Regions from separate parts of the Mus musculus genome. Here all the other regions are linked to region 2. Evidence: chromatin contacts called from public HiChIP or PLAC-seq data. All regions are on one chromosome and are shown on one strand. Each heading gives the region's core, a stretch centred on a gene start, on an enhancer-like site or on the middle of the called end of the contact. The rest is flanking DNA. Distances are from core to core; before and after follow the strand shown. Region 1 overlaps Shisa9 (shisa family member 9). Region 2 overlaps Snx29 (sorting nexin 29). Region 3 overlaps Shisa9 (shisa family member 9).

Evidence for each region. HiChIP or PLAC-seq counts read pairs in DNA pulled down with a chosen protein or histone mark.
Region 1: a contact with region 2 is called in an H3K4me3 HiChIP or PLAC-seq map of bone marrow-derived macrophages, with 4 times the contacts expected there. The contact joins two enhancer-like sites. A contact is called at or near these places in 1 of 15 datasets of contacts at CTCF or cohesin (large pre-B cells), 2 of 484 Hi-C or Micro-C datasets (bone marrow-derived macrophages and embryonic stem cells) and 1 of 115 datasets of contacts at active chromatin or transcription factors (bone marrow-derived macrophages).
Region 3: a contact with region 2 is called in an H3K4me3 HiChIP or PLAC-seq map of bone marrow-derived macrophages, with 4 times the contacts expected there. The contact joins two enhancer-like sites. A contact is called at or near these places in 1 of 15 datasets of contacts at CTCF or cohesin (large pre-B cells) and 1 of 115 datasets of contacts at active chromatin or transcription factors (bone marrow-derived macrophages).

Annotation. Positions count from the first base shown.
Region 1 is chr16:12,030,034-12,034,060 of GRCm38.p6, forward strand. All of the region lies in intron 2 of Shisa9 (shisa family member 9), which reads left to right. Among named protein-coding and RNA genes, the nearest start is that of Shisa9, 48 kb to the left of the region's middle. Within about 2 kb of position 2,703, at least 28 of the 459 cell types and tissues checked have an H3K27ac peak or open chromatin away from gene starts, as enhancers often do. A contact at or near this core is called in bone marrow-derived macrophages, where this site is marked.
Region 2 is chr16:11,419,197-11,423,378 of GRCm38.p6, forward strand. It overlaps Snx29 (sorting nexin 29), which reads left to right. Exons shown (of 21, transcript NM_028964.4): 11 at 1,508-1,587. Among named protein-coding and RNA genes, the nearest start is that of Snx29, 98 kb to the left of the region's middle. Within about 2 kb of position 1,540, at least 53 of the 459 cell types and tissues checked have an H3K27ac peak or open chromatin away from gene starts, as enhancers often do. A contact at or near this core is called in bone marrow-derived macrophages, where this site is marked.
Region 3 is chr16:12,059,788-12,064,046 of GRCm38.p6, forward strand. All of the region lies in intron 2 of Shisa9 (shisa family member 9), which reads left to right. Among named protein-coding and RNA genes, the nearest start is that of Shisa9, 78 kb to the left of the region's middle. Within about 2 kb of position 2,259, at least 6 of the 459 cell types and tissues checked have an H3K27ac peak or open chromatin away from gene starts, as enhancers often do. A contact at or near this core is called in bone marrow-derived macrophages, where this site is marked.

The DNA of each region.
Region 1 (4,027 bases), core at 1,453-3,952, 610 kb after region 2:
TCCTGAATCACCTCTCCAGATATTTCAGTTCCAAAGAAGCACTATTTGCAAAAATTCTCTCATCTAACCCAGTTGTCAGTGAAGCTGAGGTGTTTTATAACGTGAACACACTCTACAGATTTATCTAGTTTCCTGTTGCTGGACATGTTGCTGCTTCTGTTTTTCATCATTCTATCTAAATTGATGGTCCTCCCTCCTAGTGCTCCCATTTTCCGTGTACCCATGAGTTCCCCTCAGGCACAATCTCAGAAGTAAAAAATGACTTTTGATTCCTGGCTTGTTGAAATTACTTTCTGAAGTCTGGAGTTTTATTTGGCGTGTCAGGAAAAAATCTGCACCAAGTGTGGCCCTGGGTTCAGAATAGTGTGTGCGGAACATGATGCAGGTTTATAGCAGATGTCTTGGGGTTTGGTTGCTGAGCCACACTCTGCTGCCAGGTCAAACTCATGCCTGCTGATAATGCTATTTTATATTTGCAATCACTTTTTTTTTTTTTTTTACTGTTTTAAAAAAATCTTTTTCATCTGTTGTGCCACCACGGTCACTGTATGAAGTCAGTGGAGAAGAGATGGATATAACTTCAAAAAATCTTAAAGCATTCTGAGGTTCCAAGAGATTACGTGACTGCTGAAGCTGGTGTGTGGAGTAGATGGAACTTCCTGATCACTGCATCAGTCAGCTATTAGTGACAACAGTGCTGACTAACAAACAGCTCCCTTCTCAGCAACAAACATCAACAAGGGGGCGAGCTGCTCCTTGGCAGCCAAGAGGCATGAGTTTAGAACACTCTCTCAATATTAACAAAAAAGCATAGATGTTCAGGTTCCTCTAAAAAAATAATGTAGTGTTTGCATGTAACTTATACAGGACTCCTGTAAGCTGAAACTGTTTCTGGATCACTTTAGGACATTTACCATAATCTAAATGTTATAAAGAGAGTTGTTATATCATATTGTTTATGAAATAATCTAAGAAAAATGTATATTTTCAGTGCTCACAATTTTTCATATTTTTAAAAACAAACATTTTTCTTTATTCTTTGAAAAATTCATATAATTTCATACATGCTGTGTATCTTGATTGCAGTCACACCTACCTACTCCCTCCAACTTTCCCAAGGCTCCCCCAAAACATAACATTCAAATTTTAGTTAATTAATTATTAATTTATAACCCACTGAGTCCAGTTAGTGCTGCCCATATAGTGTAGGGGTCAGTCGCCGACTGAAGCATGGACAACCTACTTAATATTTAAAATTGTTATTACATTTTAAACTATTTATTTTGTGTGTGTTTATGCATGGACTTACCCAGGCCACAGCACACATATGGTGGCCAGAGGTTTTTTCCTTCCTGTGGGTGCCAGGAATCAAACTCATGTAGGCCTTACAGCACGCACCCTTACCTGCTGAGCCATGTCACCTGCTCATACCTACTTTTGACTTGAAGGCTGGATGCCCCTGAAGGGGTTTCATCCTCTTGGGAGTTGACTTTGAGGACTGACTTTACCTGAGATCATTTCAGACAGGCATGGTATGGCCAGGCACAGGGGTCAGAGCCAGAGAAACATCAGCTGATGTCAGAAAGGAAGAACCGATGCTACAGCCTACCAGCAGAAAGAAAACTGCTGTTTATTGTAATGGGAAACGATGTGGCTTTATGTGGGAGAGACTTGATCTGATGTGTTTTAAGAGCTTATTTGGGTTGCTTTTTCAACTCTGAATCTTGTGACTCCTTTATAAAAGACATCCTATAGATTCTTTATTTGGTTAATAATGAATTTGCTCTCAAGGAAAGCAATGGGGTGGGAGCCGGAGAGCTGTGAGCCATCCCATCAGGGACTTGCTGAGCCTCTCCCGGGTGAGTCTCACTGGTTCATTGATCACGTCATAGAATCATTCTACTCACTGAGAAAATAGTTGCTGAACACTCCCTCTTGGGTTAGCACCAGGAAGGACTGGGAAAGACTGTCTGGAGCCTTCACATGGAACCCTGGTCGCAGTCCTCCACCATTGGACTCTGGAAGACTGCCCTAGCGGGGTCCTAGATGCCTGGGTCTCTGTTTGAGGTCTAATGACCAGGAAAGAAGGAAACAACTGTCATTAGAGCTGACTATCTTCCATTTGTTCTCTGAGCTCCATGTGTATCAGAGAAAGCTGAGGCTTAGAGGACTAGCTCAAGATGACACAAAATGACCATCAGCCAGGTAGACATAGATCTCATGTTCTACCCCACGCCCCGTCCACATGCTCTGCCCACAGGCTCACCTTTAAGCCAACAATCTCTGCACTCTAAATATGGAGTTTGGAAAAGAAAACTAATGATGCTTATTTTGAATTAAAAAAATGCTCTTTTCACAATTAAAAAACAGTCACATAAAGTGAGTTTACATTGAAAATTAAGTGTTCATATGCAAAGGTTCCCCCTTCAGGAGTAAGCATTATGACTTCTAATTATACAGTAGTCAGCACTACATATTTATGGAGTCTTTGAAGAACTGTTATAAATAGGTCAGAGCAGGGCTCGCACTCCCTGCATGTTTACTTGCCTGGTGTGCCCATTGGCATTTGGCCCTGATCTTGTTCAGCCTTGAACTCTAGTTATGTTCTCTTATGCTAATGAGTCATCTCCCAAGACTGCAAGCAGGGTGTTTTCTGTATATTGTTCTCTTTTTTTTTCCTGTCACAGGATCTACCACAGTGCTAGGTCTGGGGCACTGACTAATAGATCCCCTTTTCCTCTTCCCTCTTCTTTGTCCATGCCCTCCCTTCTTCTGTCTCCTTCATTCTCCATCCCCCTCCCCTCCTTTGTCTTCCCCTCTTCTCCTTCCCCCTACCCTATCTCTTTCTTCCTTCTCTCCCCTTCCTTTCCTGCATGTTCTTTCTCTCCTTATCCTCTTTCCCTCCACAATCATTTCTATAAAGTGATTAACGTTGTGGCCAGAGATCCAGTGACTAGTTCTGCTGAGACACTAGGTATGTAAGAGCAGTTGGTATACAAGTATGGGGGCCCAAGTTCAAATCCTCAGCATCCACAGGAAATGTTCTTGCTTGTTCCTAATCCCTGCACTGTGGGAGGCAGAGGCAGGCTCATCACTGGGGCTTGCAGATTCCCAGCCTACCTTCAGCTTCAGTGAGAGATTCTGTTTGAAGGAAAGAAGGCGGGGAGCTATGGATCAGGACACCTGGCACTGTTCCCTGGCCTTCGTGTGTGCCATGAGCACATGCACGCCCCTGCCTCATAAAGATTCAGTGATGACTTAAAGGGAACATGATTATCAATGTTTTTCATCAATAGTTCCCATGTCTGATCATTTTAAGTGCTCCTTAGATTGATATTGACTGTGTGTCTGTGTTATATGTACTTGTTCATGTGTATGTAGTAGGCATACAGGTGTTACCTTGATGTTTCAACCATTTATTGAACAAGTGGCTTCAAGCAATAAGCTTCTATGGACATCTTGCCAAAACCACAACACTAGTAACATTATGTCATCAGTGTCTTTGGATGTTTGTGTAGAAAGGCTCCTCAGTTGGAGGCTGAGGCCATATGACTTTACTGGGCACATACTTATGGCGGGCACAAGCCATGCTGCCTATACTGAGCATTCTCAGCACAGCCTATCAACACCATGCTTGAGTGAGACAATGGAAGCATGCACAGGGTGGCGAGATGAACTGTCCAAGGGTACCTTGGGAAGGCACCCTGTGCAAAGTCATTTGGGAATCTGATGCTTACTGGCTGAGTGTCCATTCTGTGTAGTGTATACTCAGTGCTGGGGTATTCTAGAATATTCCAAGGAATGAATAAGGGGGAAAAATGCTTTTCCACAACTCATTGTCTGAAGGATCGGACAGATATCCATTACTGCTATTCAGCATAACAGGAGTTGTAAGTCAAAAAGGGGCCAGGCCCAAGTGAAGTACAGAGGAATAGGAGAGAGGAGCAGCTGCCTTGTAAGGTCCTGAGCAAGCGTTTGACAGGCAGGTGGAGGGTAGAGAGCACTGACAAGAAAGGCGCTCCAGAGC
Region 2 (4,182 bases), core at 290-2,789:
GTACTTGACTTAGCTTCAAGGTAAGGGGGTCCTTGCTGCCCCACACCTTGCTTGGTGTTTTGTCACCCAGAACAGATAGGATTCTGAAAATGATACACCATGAAGGGGCTGATACCACTGAGCCCTGCCTCATAAAGGATGGTGTCCCTGCACCCTTCCGGAATTCTGATTCCTTTCTTCTTGTGTTTTTGAGCCTTTTCCAAATGCAACAGTGATCAAGGAATGCAAGCCCTGGCCTTGGGGTCTCCTGCTGCGTATGGACAAGCCAGTGCTATTATTCACATTAGAAATTGATTGTAGATATGCATGCAGTCCAGTTACCTGCCCGCATTATGCTCTCTGAGCCTCTCTGAGCACCAGCCTGCTTACAGGGGGATGCTGGAACCTGTTGTTATGGCATTTCTATATTCACTGATAATGCATAACCTGCCTCTCTGTGTGTCCTCATTTAAAGGCATCTTGTTTAGAATCTACAAGAGATGTAGCTCAGCTGTAGGAGAATGCTTGCATAGCATGCATAGAGCTCTGGGTTTGATCCCCAGCACCATATAAAACTTGGGAAGCGAAGACAGAAGGATCAGAAGTTCAAAATCATCTTTGGTCACTGTACTGGCTAGTTTTGTGTCGACTTGACACAGCTGGATTATCACAGAGAAAGGAGCTTCAGTTGAGAAAATGCCTCCATGAGATCCAACTGTAAGGCATTTTCTCAATTAGTGATCAAGGGGGAAAGGCCCCTTGTGGGTGGGACCATCTCTGGGCTGGTAGTCTTGGCTCTATAAGAGAGCAGGCTGAGCAAGCCAGGGGAAGCAAGCCAGTAAAGAACATCCCTCCATGGCCTCTGCATCAGCTCCTGCTTCCTGACCTGCTTGAGTTCCAGCCCTGACTTCCTTGGCTATGAACAGTGGTTTGGAGGTGTAAGCTGAATAAACCCTTTCCTCCCCAACTTGCTTCTTGGTCATGATATTTTGTCCAGGAATAGAAACCCTGACTAAGACAGTCACATAGAAAATTCCAGCCCAGGATCCATGAGAGACCATCAGAAACAAACACTGTTGACTTGTTGACATTGGACAGTGATATTTCATGCTTGTCTGAATGAAGCTTACATAATATGTGGGGCCCTTGTACTGGGAACATGGACCTGGAGACTATTCTAACTAGGGAAAGTGACAATACAAACCATAAGAATGTGACAAAGTAGACTACTGAAAGGACGTGTGTTCACGCGTGTGTACACGAGTTGGAAGAGGAAGGCAGTGGTTTCCTGTCTGACCCAGCTGCACACATGCCCACTGAGTGACTAACTCTTCCCTCGTGAGTGAGCGGCTTCCAGAGGGTGTTTGGATTGGTTTTGGAGTTACCAGTAAATTTCAGACATCTGCTGAGCAGCTTCATTGTTTTTCCAGTAGATTCCTGGGGAAACGTTTTGCCTGAGAGTGTTGTGAACACTGAAGTTGCATTTTGGGATGAGTGTAACTTCCTTCTGTCTACTTCCTCCCAGTAGGGAAGCCAGTTCTCCAGGCCAAGGAAGTCCTCTGAGCAGCTTGCTACCTTCTGCCTCAGTGCCTGAGTCCATGACAGTCCGTAAGTACTCTCAGAGGCTGGCATGTGTGCCAGCAGGGCACCTGTGCTTATCCTGTGCAGGTGTGGGCTTTGAAGTGAGCATGAAGTTAGTGAGTGTTTGCTTTCTGTGCACCTGATCGTGGTATCGCTGTAAGCTTCCAGACTATGGCCGGATTGTGGTGCATGGGGGTGAATCTGCTAAAGGATGCAAGGAACCTTCTGTGCCTTGCGGTTTCTAAGCTACCTTCTGTGTGCAGCCAGAGTAAGGCTGTCTTCTGACTTTCCTTGTGACTCTGGACAAATCAGTTTTGCTGATGACATATTCTAATGACAGGTGGTGCAAATCATTTCCAGCTTCAGAGGGAAGTATTAGGGACACGGCAATGAAGAGTGTGTGTGTGATGGCCCGCACCCACACCCACACCCACACCAGCAATTGTTTAACAAGATAGATGTTCAATGACTAGGTCAGTTGGGATTGGGGCCGGTGCCCTGACTGGGGTTGGCAGAGTGGGCTAGCATGAGACTCCATGGTCATCAGAGGCCAGGGCTCTTCCTTTTCCTGACTAGCTGTTGTCTTTGCTTTCTGAGCTCTGGCCATTTCGTTCCTACCCCTAATGGCAGGAAGGAGAGGGGCAGAGGGCAGGCTTTCTGTTTCCATATCACATTCAGAGATCAACACTTGGATAGTGTAAAAATTATGCCTTTTTTCCTCATCAGCCTTTGGGTAAAAATTAACATTTCCTTCAAACACCAAAGTACAACAAACCTTGAGCCCATAGTGGTGATGTCAGATGGAGAGTAACTTTATCCAGAGAAGTTCCAGGCCCCTTTAACATCACCCCAGGATGCCATTTCTGCTTGGAAATGCATTAGTTATCTGAGGTGACATAGAAACTTCCACACGGATCTCCTAGATCTCCAAGCCTGGACCTTTCTGTTTACGTGAACACTCTCCAGAGCCATGTTCCCTATGAGCTGAGGTTTCCCACAGTCCTCTGGCTGCAGAGCAGGAACTGCTAGTGTGAGTTCTGTTGCTGTGCAGGGCTGAACAGATACTTAGGTCTATGTGAGGACGACTTGTCTGTCACCTTCTCCTAGTGGCCAGGCATGGTTCCCAGAGCCCTTCTCAGCCTCTCTCCAGTGTGGGGTATGGAGCAGGTGAATTGGTTCTCTGGGGGCTGCCATGGATCTTGCCTCTGAGCCTCCCAAGCCATTTCCATCCCTGACAAAGCCACCAGCTTGGTCAGTTCCTTTCCCATGAGGACATTCTTGTGATACCTCTGAGCTGTGCCTGCAGCAGGGACTCAGCCCGTTTTATTTTCATTCATCTCTTTTTTTTAGAAATTAATCCTAGTTGTTTCTGGTCATCTTTGGCTTGAGACCTATCAGGAATTCCCAGCCAACCTTCTGAAGGAAAGGCCCACATTGGTGGGCCATTTGACTCTGGGTGTCTGGTAGTTATATGGGCTGTGCAGAACAGTTGTTTGTGAATGGGTGGGTGGGTTAGCCTTTGTTTTCAGGGGTGATTTCATGTGGGAAGGCTTTTCTTGTCCACTCTGCTCCTGCAAGATAAGGACCATGCCTCTTTCAGAAATGTGGGTGCCTCCACCCACCCCTGCTTTATCTGTGAGAGGGATAGGAAGGGCTGTCTGTGTAGCCCTACAGGATTAGTCTGATGTAACAGAGGATTGACACTGGGAAGCCTTGGCAAATGCTTCTTTTCCTGTGTGCTTGTGAGCATTGTCTCTGGCCTGGCTGACCCTTAACAGCTCCACTTCTTGGTTGTTCCAGCCGGGATTCCCTGCAACTTTCCTGATCCTCGTGTTCTCATTGTCAGCGGGATGGAGCCACCTGTTGAGTCTGTGTGCCTGTGGTGACTTGTTTGCTCTTGGTAGTTGCTGTGATGTCAAAGAAAGATGTCTTCATCCCCTGCTACAGTCTTGTGTGCTCAGTGGGTAGCAGTCGTTGATATAAGAGACCTTGATAGGGCAGTGTGGATAAGCAGCCTTGGCCTTGGCCTACAGCTTATATAAATAATGTTCCCAGTGCTGAGACTGGCGCATGCAAGGAAACACCCAACAACTGAGCTGCAGTCCCAGCCAAGTCTCCAGCTCTTCACACCTTGGTTCACATAAGTGAATGTGGTCACCAGCCTGGAAGGCAGCAGAACTCTGATGGTCTGGGCTGAGTTTGCAGGGTTTTGAAATGTCACCTTTCTTTGTAAAAGGCAAGTGCCACAGTCATATCTTCTTGTTGAGTGGCCAGCAGTGCTGACCTCAGCACAGACAGATAATGACGGCCACTCAGTATGCCCTGTGAATCCTGTGAATGCCAGTGAGTTTAGAGTAGTCACTGTATGCATGAACACACACACATATACACACACTGCACACTGAACTCATATGTGTGCACACACACAGAAAGTAAGGTCTAACAGGGGATGCTCAGTATGTGGAAAGCACTCTGAATGTTGGTACCTCACTAGCAGGCACTTAGGGTTGTGACTGGCTGTCTGCCTGTGGGAAAAGCCACCCAGACTGGATGCTTTCCCACTACTTAGTAGACATTTCTTTATGTTTATGTCAGCTTTACTTCATTCACCTCCTGTTTAAC
Region 3 (4,259 bases), core at 1,009-3,508, 640 kb after region 2:
CATGGAGCGGATCATGGATGCTACACAAGTCTGAGGTCCAAAACTATCCACTTTGCGTCCCCGACCACATCTGAGATTTCAGGGGGATCTCAATGGACCATTTTTCAACAAAAATTTAGACATTTATTTTAATATGCATTTGAAAAAATACCTAACATTAGCTTAGTCCTTTGTGAGTTTGTGGCTATTGTTGCTCAGGGAGGGAGTGCAATGGTTATTAGTTAAAAGCAATCTATAGCAGTGCTCCTGTCTAAAGGAATGCTTGACACAGCTGGGGCTCAACAAAACAAAGTTCTGTTGCAGGATCCCACGGTGTAGCCCCAATCTGGCTGGAGCTTGCTGTGTGGTCCACTTGGCCAAGCTCACAGTCCTCTTACCTTACTCTCCTGAGTGCTGTCACCACAGGCATGTGCCACCACACTGATTCTCACAAGGAAGTATGGGAATTTGTAGATATCCAAAGTAACAGTAAAAAGGAGGTAGGGAAAGGAATTGGAGAAACATTCTGGTCAACACACATGTGTTTAGATCTGAAAACTAAGTCTCACAGAAGGGAAAGGGTTGCCCAAGGTCATGGGGCAAGAGCCAGATCTTTAGTTTTTCTGTCTCAGGGACATAATTCCTATAGCTATAGCAAAAGGTTGTTTGGCAAAGGACAAACAGCATCCTGCAGCTTCCCAAGGGCATGGCTTTCTGTGACTGTGAGTGTGCACTGGATGTCGCCCTGGACCAGGGAGAACTGAGCCCTTCACATGTTGGGTTGCTTTGATTCCTTTGCACATGACTGTTAAGGAGGTATTATTATCTCATTTCATTACTAGGGAAACTGAGGGCAAGAATGATTATATCACTCATCAGTATAATATAGTATAGTATAGTTAACAAAGCATAACATGTAGTATATAGCATAGATATAGTATAAATAGCATAGTACAGCATAGCATAATATATAGTATAGCACAGTATAGTATAACATCATATCCTGTATAGCATAGCATATCCTATAGCATAGCATATAGTATGTTATAGTATAACAAATAGTATAGTATAACATAGCATATCCTATACTATAGCATAGCTTATAGTTTAGTATCGCATATAGCTATACTATAATATAGCACATAATATAGTATAGCAAATAGTATAATATAGCACAGTAGAGCACAGCATAGCACAGGCTTCAGTAACCTAGTTCTTGTTTCTGTCTTGGATCTTTTGGCTGTTGTCATTGTTAAGACAAAGCCTCTCTAAGCAGCTTAGGTTGGCTTCAAACTCATAGTCCTCTCCCCACAGCCTTCCAAGTGCTTGGAATTACATGCATGTACCTTATCCTGCCTTATCTTGGATTTCTTTTTCTTTTCTTTACTTATCTGTATATGTGTGTTTGTGGACATGTGTGCAGGTGTCCGCTGAGTCCAGAAGGGGGCATATTTTCCCCTGGTGCTGGAATGACAGAGTTGTGAGCTACCTGATGTGGGTGTTGGGAACTAGATATTAGCCCTCAGGAAGAGCAGCTAGCACACTTAACAGCTGAACCTTCTCTCCAGTTCCTTCATCTTAGAATTCTACAAATGCAGTTTGTCTACATATGTTTATAGCTCTTCTGAAAGAGATTGCATATTTCAGGGTTTAGTGGAGAAGAAAATGGAGCATTTTCAGTCCCTCATCAAGGACCCCAATAGATACCTGATAGGGCTGGACATTTGCATTTCTAAGGAGCAGCTTGGTGTTTCTATGGTGAGGGTGTGGTGGATCAAACTAGAGAGGATGTCTCAGGTCTAATCTGAGTGTCTATTGAGCAATCATCCAGTGTCCAGGCACACAGAAGTGATATTAAGTCTCTCTCTGGTCTCTATGACAGCTTTGCTTGCCTTCTGCTTTTTCTCATTAGAGTCGCCAAGCTGCAGAGGATATCTCAAAGTAATCAGATCGATCTAAGAGGTAGAAGATCAAAACCTGCTTGCCTTCACTTCTGTTTACTTATTTACAAGGAAAAACCAGGCCTCCAATGACCTGGCAAGAATTTTAATTGGGTGATTTTATTTTATGTATGCATATGAATTGTGCCTGTGCCCAGCAGGTTGGGGGCTATGGGCTGCCTTCAGGACCTCTTGCTTTGTAATGATAGTTGATGCTCATCACATGGCTAAGGAGCGGGCAGACATGCAGAAAGCTCAACACTGATCCCAGGGCTTTGGAGTTGAACTTGGGCTGGTCTCAGCAAGGCTGATTGCATAACTCCTGAGAAACAGAAGCAGCCAGTGAAGTCTCCTGACTCCCAGAGCAGACAGCTCAGAACCCTGGGTGGATCCAGGGCACAGAGGAGCAGTAACCGTGCCTCATTTAATTTGAAGCCTGGAGCTCAGGTGCAATTGCAATAGTTTTAACCCCAAAATTGCAAGTTTGTGGCTTAGAAGGGTGGATTTGAGGTATGTAGTATATTTTTTAAATTTAGTATTTTCAGCCTGGGAGGCATAATATAAAGTTCAGAGTTTTTGGGTTCTCTTGAAAAACCAAAGAAGAAAAAATAAAACAACACCACCAATAATAGAAAACAACTAAACCAATCCATGAAAATGCCCCTGCAGCTCTGGCCTGACTGGGTGGAGTTGAGTAGTGGTTAGCTCCTTTGAACAAGGCTGTGTTCTGCAGGCTCCATCACCCTCTGGAAGCTGGATCCCATGGCTGAAGGCTGGCTACCATTTGCAGTGTTTTCCAGTCTTGTTTGATTGCTTGGTTTCTTCGCCAGACTCCCAAGCTGTGCCCTTGCACACTGTCAGGGGATGCCCTTCACCCCATATTTGGTTTGCTCAATTGTGCAACTTAAACTTAGTTGCCCGACGTGCTTTCTTGAATCAGTGATTATCATCCTGGTATCTCTGAAACTTCCCACCCCAAATCTTTGAATGTTTCTCAGGGTACCTTTAGAGCTGAAAAGAAGGCCCTAAGCATGGGTCCCTTGAAGACCATTCTGTCACTTACCTCTGCTTTGAACAGACTGGCTTATGTTTGGTCTGTTATTTTGGAGTGCTTAATAACAGTGTGGCTGGGGAGGGGGATGTTTCTCTTTAGAAGAGTTGAAAAAGATGGCTGCCAAAATTAGCTTTATATAAAGCACCCAGTGCTGAGTCCTCTGGGGATCAAACCACTCAGCTTGCATATAATTGCTTTCTGAAGCCATCAACTGCCAAATCTTTAGCCTAGAATTTGTTTGAATCAGTATAATTTATATACAGTGAAATACACATGTCATAAGTGTGCAATTAATACATTTTGACAGATGCTTTTCCCCATGCAGCTCCTTCGTCACTGTGAAGATCATTTCCCTGAATCCCCACATTCCCTTATGTCCTTTCTCAGTCAGTCACAACCCCCAGAGGAGACCAGTGCTCTGATTTCTGTGACCAGAGAGTAGTTTTGCTTGTTCAAGAACATTCCATAGTGGAGTCTTAGCATCTGCCGTGCTTTGTGTTCGGCTTCTTTTGCTGGCAAGGCATCCTCAAGGTTCATCAGAATTGCTGTGTGTACAAATTCATTATTATTTTTACTTCTGAATAATAGTTCTCAGAATATCATGCATTATCTCTGTTGGTAGCATTTGGCTTATTTCTAGTTCAGAATGAGCTCAGAATTTGAGGCTCTTCACCATCTCAGTTGTTTCCCATCTACCTTCAACAACTAGTATTTGCCAATATACTTCCTAGTGGTCCTCACTAAAGGTCTAACCTGAGTCCTTCATACAAGTATAATCTTGCTACCCAGGCTCCCTGTTTGCCTGCCTGCCTTCCTGCCTCCTTCTGTCTGCTTCTGTCTGCTTGCCTGCCTGCCTGCTTGCTTGTCTGCCTGCCTCCTTCCATCCCAGTTTCTATCTGTCTATCTGACTGTCTGCCTGCCTGCCTACCATTTTGAATTTATCTGTTTTGCGTTGTATGACTTTTGCTGGTACATTATGAACAAACATCTACTTGTTCCATGTAGGGCACCAACAGCAGATAAATGACTCCACCAAAGTTGGATATGGTGAGACAGAGAGTTTATGGGGGTTCCTCACTGGATATGAGTGAGGGTTTATTTATGGGAGCATGGATGACTCACAGGCAACAACATTGCTGAAAAGTCTACCATGCCTCCCTGATGACTTGCAAAGTATATCCTTGGTGACTCTGCACAACTTGTAGGTAGCTCAACAGGTTGGTGGCTTTCCTTCTGCAGCAGGTATTATTACTAGAGGGCACTGCTGAGAACCTTGTTTCAGGGCC